Linked DNA regions of Nothobranchius furzeri: region 2 is linked to region 1. The links are chromatin contacts, called in public Micro-C maps. All regions are on one chromosome and are shown on one strand. The core of a region is the stretch at or near the end of the contact, and the rest is flanking DNA. Distances in the headings are between cores, read along the strand shown.

Region 1 (5,492 bases), core at 1,437-3,936:
GCCCAGGTACCTCCTTTATCTTCACCTGTTTCCATTTGAGAGTTAAGAGTTGTTTAATTGTGCTTTTTTGAACCAATTCTCGATAGTTTTATAAAACGTAACTTGCAGCACAGTTGCAGTGTGTCTTTGGGCTCCTTTTCAACGCTGAAGCGCACGAATCAACATCTGGGTCCAGTCCTTCTGGGCAGAGCTGCTGAAATGACCCGGTATTTTTGATGAGGGAAGCATGTTGTGTTTCTCATTCCTGACGGATGTGTCGTCTCATATCTGAACCAGCAGAAATACTCAAGAATTAAAAATGACCACTTTGTTCTGATCAGCCTTCTGTGTGTGTATAAAACAATATCAGGAGTCATAGGAGTCTGAAGTCGGTGAGAAGATCCAGCTCTCCGGTATGCACACAGGAAGGAACGACCTTGTCTTTTTGTTCTCAGGGATCTGAGTAATGTAAACTGTGAGGAGCTGGGCCCGCTGCCACCAGGCTGGGAGATCAGAAACACCGCCACCGGACGGGTCTACTTTGTCGACCACAACAATCGAACCACTCAGTTCACAGACCCGCGACTCTCTGCTAACCTACATCTAGTGCTAAAGTGGGTGAACAAGTTCTTTTCAGCCACTTAGTTTATATCTGGTAGCATGATCACAAATAGTGTTTGATTACAGCAAAGAAATGCTAACCTAGCTTCATCTGTCCTGAGATGTCTTTATACTACTTTATAACTGCTGAGTCAGCTCAATATGGCAACATTTCTGTTTAATACCAGATTCCCTGTTTTTTTAACACGACTGCAAACATGGACTGTTTTCTAGATAATTTCATTGGTTTCCTGCAGCTGCTTTTGGAAAAATTTAATCTCTGTTTTCTGTTCTGTTCTCTCTCTCTATTGATTTCTATTTGTCCCGTCTGTCCTCCTTTTGTTACTTTTTCATCTCACTCTGCTCCAATCCTCTCTTCTCGTGCCATCCATCTCTTTCTGTGTTCTTCCCATCTGTGGTCCTCTCTTGCTTTTCACTCTCTCCTTTTCTCTGCTCTTCTCCTTTTTCTCCAGCAGTCCAAGTCCAAATGGTTCCCGTGTGGCCACGGAAAGCCAGAATACTAACCTCAGGTAACCCCCCCACACACACACACACACACACACACACACACACACACACACACACACACACACACACACACATACATTTATACATTGAAAAGGGGGGAAAAATATATGTACACACAATTGCAAGCAGATAATAAACACATGCCTGCATGCTTAGACAAGGTCTGTAATATATATGAACAATTCTCTTAGCACACACACAGGTGTGTGTGTGTGTGTGTGTGTGTGTGTGTGTGTGTGTGTGTGTGTGTGTGTGTGTGTGTGTGTGTGTGTGTGTGTGTGTGTGTGTGTGTGTGTGTGTGTGTGTGTGTGTGTGTGTGTGAGATAGTTTATGCCTTCTGTCAGCAACCTGCCTTCACCGAGGATCATCAGCTCAGAGGGAGCGGGACTCGTAGTGCCGACCCCACTCAGAGAAACGCAAAACACGTGTTGACGCAGCAGCTGTTAGCTTACCATCAGTTCTTATTTTCTCTTTGACGTGACACTCGGTCCAGAGGAGAGTATAATTAGAGAAATGTCCGAGGGTTCTCATGTAAACAAGAGCCACGGGCTGCATGAGCACGGTAAACAAAATTTATGTTTTTTCCTTCTAGGAGGTTTTGCAAGAAACAAAGGAAAAAAGCAGATTTTTCCTTCTTTTCTTTTCTGGTCTAAACCTTCTGCAATAACAGCGTCTGGCAGGATAAACATGTTTGGGAAATCAACATCTGGTCATTTGGTCAAATAGTATCCATATGTGTGTGAGCCGGCTCTGGTTGTGAGCTGAAGCTCCGCTATGTGCTCCCATCAGCTTCATTAACTGCTCGTCTCACTCCTTATTGGAAGAGATTGATGGGGTCCAGATGATGTTTTAGAACGCTGAAAAGGTCGAGTTTAATTAGCTGTAATGTGGAGTTCAGCTTGTTGCTGTGTGCACATCTAAACACCAAAAAGGATCCAATACAAAATAAAAATTAAAAATGCTTGAGTTCCAGTTCCAGGCAGAGGGTTAGGGTGGTGGTGTGCTGAGATCTATGTCTCTGGGTGGAGTGGAAGGGCAGTTTTATCGCATTTTCCTAGGCGAAAGGGCATCAAGAACACAGGTGGATAAACTGGAAAAAGCTTCAGGTGAGAGTAAATAAACAGCACAGCGACCACATTTACAGATATAATATTTACACGTATTACACACACATTCGTGCTTAGTGAAAATCAAAAATGCACAATGCTTGTGTTCAAAGCCTTTGGTCTGCAAAGAGAAACCAGCCCAACCAGTCATCCCACTTCAAGTCTTTGTTGTTTCATGTGTCATCTCTTCCTTATTTGTTCATTTCCCTTTAACCTCCCTCAACTTTTATTCTTAGTCATTTCTTCCTTTATCTGTCTTACCCCAGACCTGTTTTTAGACACTTGTCTCACACAGATTCAGGACTTCTTTCTTTAATCCAACATCAGAATGAAATATCAGAACATTCAACACCCTCATGGGGGTTGATGACACAAGCAAGCAATTAATCCCTTGATGACCCTTCAGTAATGCAGCTCTGCAAGACGTGACCTGGATGAACAGCTAAATACCACATGCTGGTACTGGTGTTTAAAAATACCAGTTATATCACAATAGAGGCGTTCCTTACAATCAGAAAACAAGTCGAGGAGACAATCCAGAGGCTAGAGCTACATAAAGACTGTAGCAGAACTTTATTGTGAATCTTTGTGTTCTCTTTGTTAAAGGACATGACTTTTTCCACGTGGTAGACCAAGCCTATTCTCCAGCTAGATTTAGCATAAAGATACGTGATGATACCATCAGAAGAAAATGTCCTGATTACATAAAGTATGTTACAAAAACAAAAGTTGCTCTTTAAGGTTAAACTCTATCAAATACAACGATGAGAGCATCAGACGTTGGGTTAAAATTAGGAATTTACTGCTTTTTCAGGGATATCCAATAAAAAAAAATTAAAAACTAAATAATTTTAGCTAGCTACCATCACATAGCTCCCATCATTGATACTTCAATTTTAATCATTATCTGTGCAAAATATGACATCTGCTGCAATTAAAGTAGGGCAAATAGTGTCAAACAAACAAAAACATCTCAAAAACTAAACTTTGTATCGGTCCTTTTTGTTATTTTGAATTAGAAGATAAGTAGCAAGAGTTTGGTATATATTATCAATCAAATTTTATTTGTATTGCGCCTTCCACTGACTTTACAGAATGCTGAACATAACATGAAAACAACAAAAGAGCAACGAGACCATAAGACAGATTAAAACTCCATAAAAGAGTGACTAAAATAACAAAACGGATACTATAAAAGACTAAAATTCTAAAAATCCATATTGCATATAAGCCAAACGATTAAAAAAAGTCTTCAAACAACTCTTTAAGACCTGCAGTGATGGGGACTGTTTGACAACAAGTGGGAGCTTGTTCCATAGTGTTGGAACTAGGACAGAAAAGATCCTATCACCTCTTGTTTTCAGCCTTGTTCTTGGGACGATGAGCAAATCCTGGTTAGCTGAGCTGAGCACATCCCTGCTCATAGTAGGAATGTGTATTGGTGAAATTGTGGCAATACGATATGTGTCACTATACGGGGGAGACGATATAATATATCACGATATATTGCGATACATTCAGCCAGACAATATTGGTGATTTTTTTAGACTGAATTTAATATAGGAGAATTCAATAAACAGTCCAAACTGATACGTAACATGTTTAACATGAGGTATCTGAACCATAATAGAGGGATTTACATTTCAATGTTGGAAACAAATCCCATCTCACACTGCTGCCAACTAGCGGTCTGTGTTTGAATTGCACCAAAAGAAAAGAAAATACACAAATGTTTGCATGTAAATTCTTCCATAAATTATATAAACTGCTTTTGAATATTGATATAATATTGCAGGAAAAAGTATCACAATATATTGCCATATCGATATTTTCGATACACGGCTTTGAATATCAATATTGCTGGAAAAAATATCACGATATATTGCCATATTGATATTTTCTTACATTCCTAATTATGAGTATGGTATGTAAAAGTTGTCATAAAAGGAATACTATGCAACTTTTTCACATTTTTAAGTAATTTTCTTGAGGAATGGGCTAAAATGACCTTTTACTGCAGGGCTGTTTAATTTCAGGCCTCGAGGGCCAGTATCCAGCACGTTTCAGGTTTAACCCTGCTTCAACACACCTGATTTCTATCAGCAGGTGTTTAACAGGCCTTTGCAGAGCCCGATGAGCTGCTGCACAGGTGATTCAACCAGTGGATCTAGTGTTGGAGTAGAGAAATGTCTAAAACGTGCTGAATACCAGCCCTTGAGGCCCGGAATTGTAAAGTCCTGCTTTACAGGGTTAATAAAATGTCACTCAGACCCCCATCGCCCCCTGTGGCCAGAATACCAACCTTGCAACTTCAGAGTGGCAGGCTGCTTCCTGCTGGACGTATAAAAGTGGAGCTGACATGCCTAGCCCTGGTCTGCTTCCAGCACATTTCCTTCATGTTTTAGATCGTGAACACAGCTGGTTTGTTTGATGAAATAATGAATCACTCCTGTAGACACTGTGAAAGCTGAGAAGACATTTCATCTGTTAGATTAAGGCATTAAAAAGACAACCGCACAGCGAGGAGAGTAGTTTCACTTTCGGTTTCACTAAACAGATACCAGGGGGTGCTAAAAGCAAGCCAAAGTGCCTAGTTTCCCTTTTAAAAAATAAAACCTGATGCTGATTTCTGATTTTACATTTTAATGCTGGTATCTACCAATAATAATGCTAGTGGGATATTGTCAGACATCCCTATTTAAATTAAAGCTTTACTTTATTTTTCAACTTATTTTGTAGGTGAAAACATTTATTTTGAAATTTGTAGACTCCAAAAATGGTCAGTTTTCCACCTACAGTCTGACCTCTTCAGTATCTGGCCATTTGGAGACATAAGTCTTAACTGGTGCCTTTAATCTGCAAGAAAGATACTGTTGTTTGTCCAAGGCCCCTCGCAAGCTCCCTCTTATCTAAGACTGCTTTACTTCACAGAACAAGGATGAACTTTCATAATTAAATCATATAATGAAGTGAACAATATGAGTAACTAATCATATAAGGAAATGGACAATGTGGTTAAATGAAATGTTTTGATTAACATGTGCTTAAATTACTGAAGTTGAAAGGAATGTGTTATTATTACATTGAAAGATTAATAAGGATGAAATGAAATATATGACCCATATACTTAATCAGCGCACTGACTGGACAAGACACACTCACCATCTCCATGACGCAAGTTAAAATTAACGTCACTGCACATATTTTCTTATCCACAAAATCAGCATCTTCATATCTGAGCGAGGTGTGTATCTGAGGTTGTTGGCAAAACCCATTTAC
Region 2 (5,197 bases), core at 1,841-4,340, 46 kb before region 1:
TCAAACATGGTGGACACGGCTTTGTCGTGGCCTTGGTCGAATCTCCAGACCTGTCAACATTTCCTGTAAGTGTCTCAGATGTTCATGTATGCACACACTTTAATATTTTAATCTTTTTCATGTTGATTATGTCGTAAAGCAAACTTAAGTCTCACACAGGCTGTAGTTTACATCTATCATTCTTTGTGGGTGAAAAAGTTGTTATTTATTACTGATGAAAGATTAGTATGCAGTTTAAGAAGCATTAGGTCTTTGTAGGAATGGGAGTGAATTAGTTTTTAACATAATATTTCTATTCATTGTATTATGGGCCTTTGTTTCTAATGTATAACTTTTTTTGTTAAGCTTGCCTTTATACGCAACATCACCTGGACACTTTCCAACCTGTGTCGACACACGGATCGCCCCCCTCCCTTAGAGGCAGTGAAGCGGATGCTTCCTGCCCTGGTGAGGCTCCTCCACCATAATGACAAGGAGGTCCTGTCCGGCGCCTGCTGGGCTGTGTCCTACCTGACCAGTGGGTCCAACGAGAGGATAGAGGTGGTGGTGCAGACTGGCTTGGTTCCCAGACTCGTACAGCTCCTCTCCTGTGGGGAACACTCTATTCTGGTACGTTGACTCAAGATTAGATGCACAAATGTCTGAGACTGAATCCCAAGCGCTTTGAGCTGCAATCTTTGTATGAAAAGCACTTTATAAATAAAGCTTTGATAGATTGACTTCAAAGATGCATCACAGCATATTTGCAGATGCTAGGAAACAGATTTAATGTCTTCATTTTGTTTATTTATGACATTAATACCAGTTTCTGTTTCATGCTACTAATAATATTTCAGCCTCTTATTGTTTGTTTTTATTTTGAAGCTGAAGATGGCCACATCTTAGTATTTGTGCTTTTAATGCTCATTTAACTGCTGCCTCATGCATGGTGGCTGAGTTTCAAATGCCCACATAATCAACTTGCTCTTCTTCTCTTCGCAGGCTCCCGCTCTCAGATCACTTGGTAACATCGTGACCGGGACAAATGAGCAGACTCAGTGTGTTCTTAACGCAGGTGCCCTGGCAGTGTTCCCTGCTCTGCTCTGCCATCGCAAGTCCAACATCCAGAAAGAAGCGGCCTGGGCTGTGTCCAACATCACTTCAGGCAAAGCAACCCAGATTCAGGAAGTCATCGATGCAGGCCTGATCCCCTTGCTGGTACAGATCCTCCAGCAGGTCAGAATAAGAGGAGATGGAAAATCACATTTTGCTGCTGATGTGTTTCTTTCTTAGAGCACATCCTTCATTGACTAAAATCTCTGTGCTCCGTGTTTAGGCAGATTATAAGACACAGCTGGAGGCTGTTTGGGCTGTCATCAACTTAACCAAGGTTGGGACATTGAATCAAGTGTCTTACCTTTACCGCTGCAATGTACTCGGGCCTCTCTTCAATCTACTGACGGTCAAAGACGACACGATTATCTTGATCATCCTGGAAGCAATCAGCAATATATTACAGGTGTGAACCCAGATGCTGCTGGAGGATCATTAAAACTGTTGCTCTTACATTTGTGTCTTCCTGTTTTGTACAGATGGCAGAAAGCGTTGGTGAAGGTGAGAAAGTGTGTCTGATGATTGAGAAGTTGGGCGATTTGGAAAAGATTGAAGCACTGCAGTTCCACAGCAATGAGTCTGTTTATAAGTACTCCAACACCATTATTGACAGATTCTTCTCTGGTCAGGTATTTTTTTTAAATAATTCAGATTATCTATGTGATTTACTTTCAGTATATTAATCCAATTTTTGGTAGGAAAAAAAAACTTATCAGTGATCAAAATTCACCATTTTTGCAAATGTTTAACTTATGGTTGATTTATTTTTTTATTACAGATTTTCAGTTTTCCAATTTTTAGTTTTAGATAAACTTTAATCTTACTAGTGAAGATTAGACACTACACCTGTGTGCTTGTCACATTTTCAACCCTCTATCTGGAGTTTTATTTCCAGAAGTTCCTGAAATCCGTGAAACCTGAAATCTTGAAACACATTTTTTCTCCTGGTTCTCTTTATCTTCCAGAATGAGGACGAGTTTGGGATTCCTGAGGCCAACCCGGACCACTGTGTCTTCCATGCTCCTGACAATCAAAGTACTTTCCAGTTTTGAACTGTGTACTTTGTAGTGTAATAAAAATCATATTTTCATTTTTGCTATTCACTTTTTAAAGTTGTACATAATGGTTCTTAAAAAAATGTTATAAAATATTTTGTAATTAAAATTTTTATTATAGCCTGTTGTCTTTATTGTTTTACTAATAGAAACTGGTTCACAACACTGGGAACTGCATTCGGTGGAAAAAAGTAAAGTGAAGTTTCATTGTTGAGAGGAATTTGGGAGAGGATTTTCTATAACCACTAGGTGGCACTGTGCTCGTTGTTTTGGTGTTCCAAGTGTAGAACTTCACTCAGATTATAGATTTATTTATACAACGTGCACCTGCATGCCGGCTAATTTTTTATTATATAACACTTGATGCTTTTTATTTTATTACTAGTTCTTGATATTTCGTTTCAGAAAAACTTGTCGATTTTAAATATCTTATTTGATTTGAACTGTTTAATGTATACAATATGTAAATATTTTGTCTTGGCGTAACTGTTAACAGATTCATTTGATGTAGCATGCACCAAACCATCCTGATTGTTAATAACCCCACCAAATCACAGCACTAATTTCCATCAGTCACACATTTCAACATTTTATTCATTATTACTGTTCTGTGTCGCGACATGGAAATAGTCTTATTTTGAAACGATAGTGGAGAATATTAGAAAAAAACTTGAAATGTATTACAGAAGCTGCCTTTGTACGTAGAAATGACATTGTTCAGGTGTTTTACTTTGGAAGGAACATACCGGATGTACCTCCACTGCTTTCTGAAGTTTTTTAGCCTTCATCATCGCCATCATCACCAACTTCAGTTTAGCAGCAGGCAAGAACAGACGCCTGTCCCGGATGGAGGACAACCAGCTCATGTACTTTGTGTCAGATTCTCGTGGCACAGTTAGTACCTGGGAATGTAACGAAGTATTTTAACGTTATTATAGGTGACAATGGACCTCGTTGGTGCGAGTATTCTTAGCTATCTGATGTCGATACCTTTATGCTGCATGCACAGTCAGCGTGATTTGCGACGGTGATACTATGAGCTAACCCCAGCTAGCACAGGGATTGTTTTGGAAGATACCTGTTTGAGAAACTCATACGTTGACAAATGAATTAGACACTTTTTCGACAAAGTTGATCAAGGTGGAATATAAAAGGGAATGTCGAACCAAGGAGTTAGGAGAAACGGCCCAGTAAAGCTGCGCTTGACAGGTAAGCGAATTTAAACCCCTTCTTTAGCTAACCAGCCATGCTAGCTGGTTAGCTTTCATGCTAACTATTCACGGTATATCTGCTGAGTGGCTAAACGCACACATATTTAGGCACTATGCTTTTTAAAACGCATTCATCGGTCACGTGGAGTGTTTTAAATACCTAAATGTTTTGAATTCAACTCAGTGCAACATTCTTTCCTTGTTCGCCGCAGCTGTGACTACTACATTGTTTATGTTTAACGTCGGTGCTTAACGCAACGCATCTATCTATGGAAATTTCAATATACTTTAGAAAATAAATCAAACACAGACTGTTTCATTCTCAATGGCCGTGATATTTTCTAAGCAGCAAATTACAAGAAAACCAGTCTAATCATTCTAATGTATTTACATATTAAGATTTACTTTACTAAATACTCATGTTTTTGCTGCGTTTTATCTAGACTTATAATAATGTTCTATGCTATTTTAGTAGAAATTTAGTTTTAGTATTTACTAATTTAGCCACCACTTTTTGACAATTTTAATCAAGTAAAGCTGAATCATTCTGTCTAATCTCCTCTCCATTTGGGCAATGGTTTTCAGACGGAATCTAAAGAATGTGAAACCTTAGAGAGTTTCTCCTGTTCGTACTCATTCAGTGCCATGATGATATGATTTAGAAATTCTCTTCAAAGTGCAGCGGCGTTGCATTTAGACTTTTGTGCCATCATTTATGTCTAAAGCTTTGTGCAAGCTACCAAATATGACATGGCAGTCCAGTTTTTATTTTGCATTATTGTGTAATTTCATTTGACATGTTTTAGTTTCATGGAGGCTGAGAGAACTTGATGTGCTGAAGAAATGCCTCAAATCTTCTCAGCTTTGCTTGCACTTTCTGTGGTTTTGTTGATGAATGCGTTAAAGTAGCGATGCACCGGTATAATGTTTTTGGGCCGATACCGATATTAATAACACAGTTATGGACGATAACTGATATTTGTCGATATTGATATACTGACATTAATGCTTCTAAAATAAGCAGATTTTCTATAGAACGAAAATTATTAAAGTTGCATTTACATTATCATGTACACACACACACACCACACCTGTTTACACTTCTGCGATGATTACAACCACTCTCACACTACTAAACAAATACCCCCCCCCCCCCCCCGAAATGGAAAAACACATGGAAACAAGATGGAAAATTATGGGTTGTTAATATCGGCCCAGTTTTATTTATTGGAACAAAGCCAATATGTTAAAAATTACTAACATCAGCCGATATTGATGCTGATACATCGTGCATCCCTACTTTAAAGAACATCTATGCTTTCTCAGCACGACGAGGGCTCCAATTTTGACTTTCTAATAAAAATTTGTAAAACTCTTAACTGGATCCCTTCAGTCCTGGTAGTCTCTGTTTGTAAACTCTTATTTTACTGCAGGTGTGTGAATTCTGACCTTTTACCAACATTTTTTGTGCATAACAGCTAAAATGATCTATCTTATAGCTTCCTTTGTCTAATTTTCTTAAGTTTGTGGTAGTTTTCTTTTCCACTGGATAGAATTGTGAGGTTTTTAAACAAGAATGACAAAATGTAGAACAGGAAAAAATAATCTCCCATTCTCTTGAGGTCTCATTGCTACACTGTACATCAATGCCTATATTAGATTTCTGCCAGTTCTCTGTTAGCATTCAAGCAAGTAACTAAACCTGCATGGAAATGATCTTACAACTTTTTTTTTTCTGTGTCGACCACATTTTTGTATTTAGGTCTACTGTGTGTGTGTGTGTGTGTGTGTGTGTGTGTGTGTGTGTGTGTGTGTGTGTGTGTGTGTGTGTGTGTGTGT

The links. A called contact is a pair of places that touch in the nucleus more often than the background predicts.
Region 2: a Micro-C map of tail fin shows a contact between it and region 1, with 9 times the contacts expected there. The contact joins the promoter of LOC107391562 here to the enhancer-like site in region 1. A contact is called at or near these places in 2 of 2 Hi-C or Micro-C datasets (skeletal muscle and tail fin).

The regions. Positions count from the first base shown.
Region 1 is chr4:1,914,730-1,920,221 of NfurGRZ-RIMD1, reverse strand. It overlaps LOC107391562 (E3 ubiquitin-protein ligase SMURF2), which reads left to right. Exons shown (of 20, transcript XM_015968921.3): 9 at 1-6; 10 at 435-593; 11 at 1,056-1,109. Among protein-coding and RNA genes, the nearest start is that of LOC107391544, 36 kb to the right of the region's middle. Within about 2 kb of position 2,686, at least 1 of the 3 cell types and tissues checked has an H3K27ac peak or open chromatin away from gene starts, as enhancers often do. A contact at or near this core is called in tail fin, where this site is marked.
Region 2 is chr4:1,961,811-1,967,007 of NfurGRZ-RIMD1, reverse strand. LOC107391562 (E3 ubiquitin-protein ligase SMURF2) reads left to right here and starts at 3,090. Exons shown (of 20, transcript XM_015968921.3): 1 at 3,090-3,356. The coding sequence starts at 3,305. LOC107391593 (importin subunit alpha-1) reads left to right here. Exons shown (of 11, transcript XM_015968953.3): 6 at 1-65; 7 at 346-609; 8 at 982-1,215; 9 at 1,316-1,498; 10 at 1,572-1,721; 11 at 2,058-2,182. The coding sequence ends at 2,144.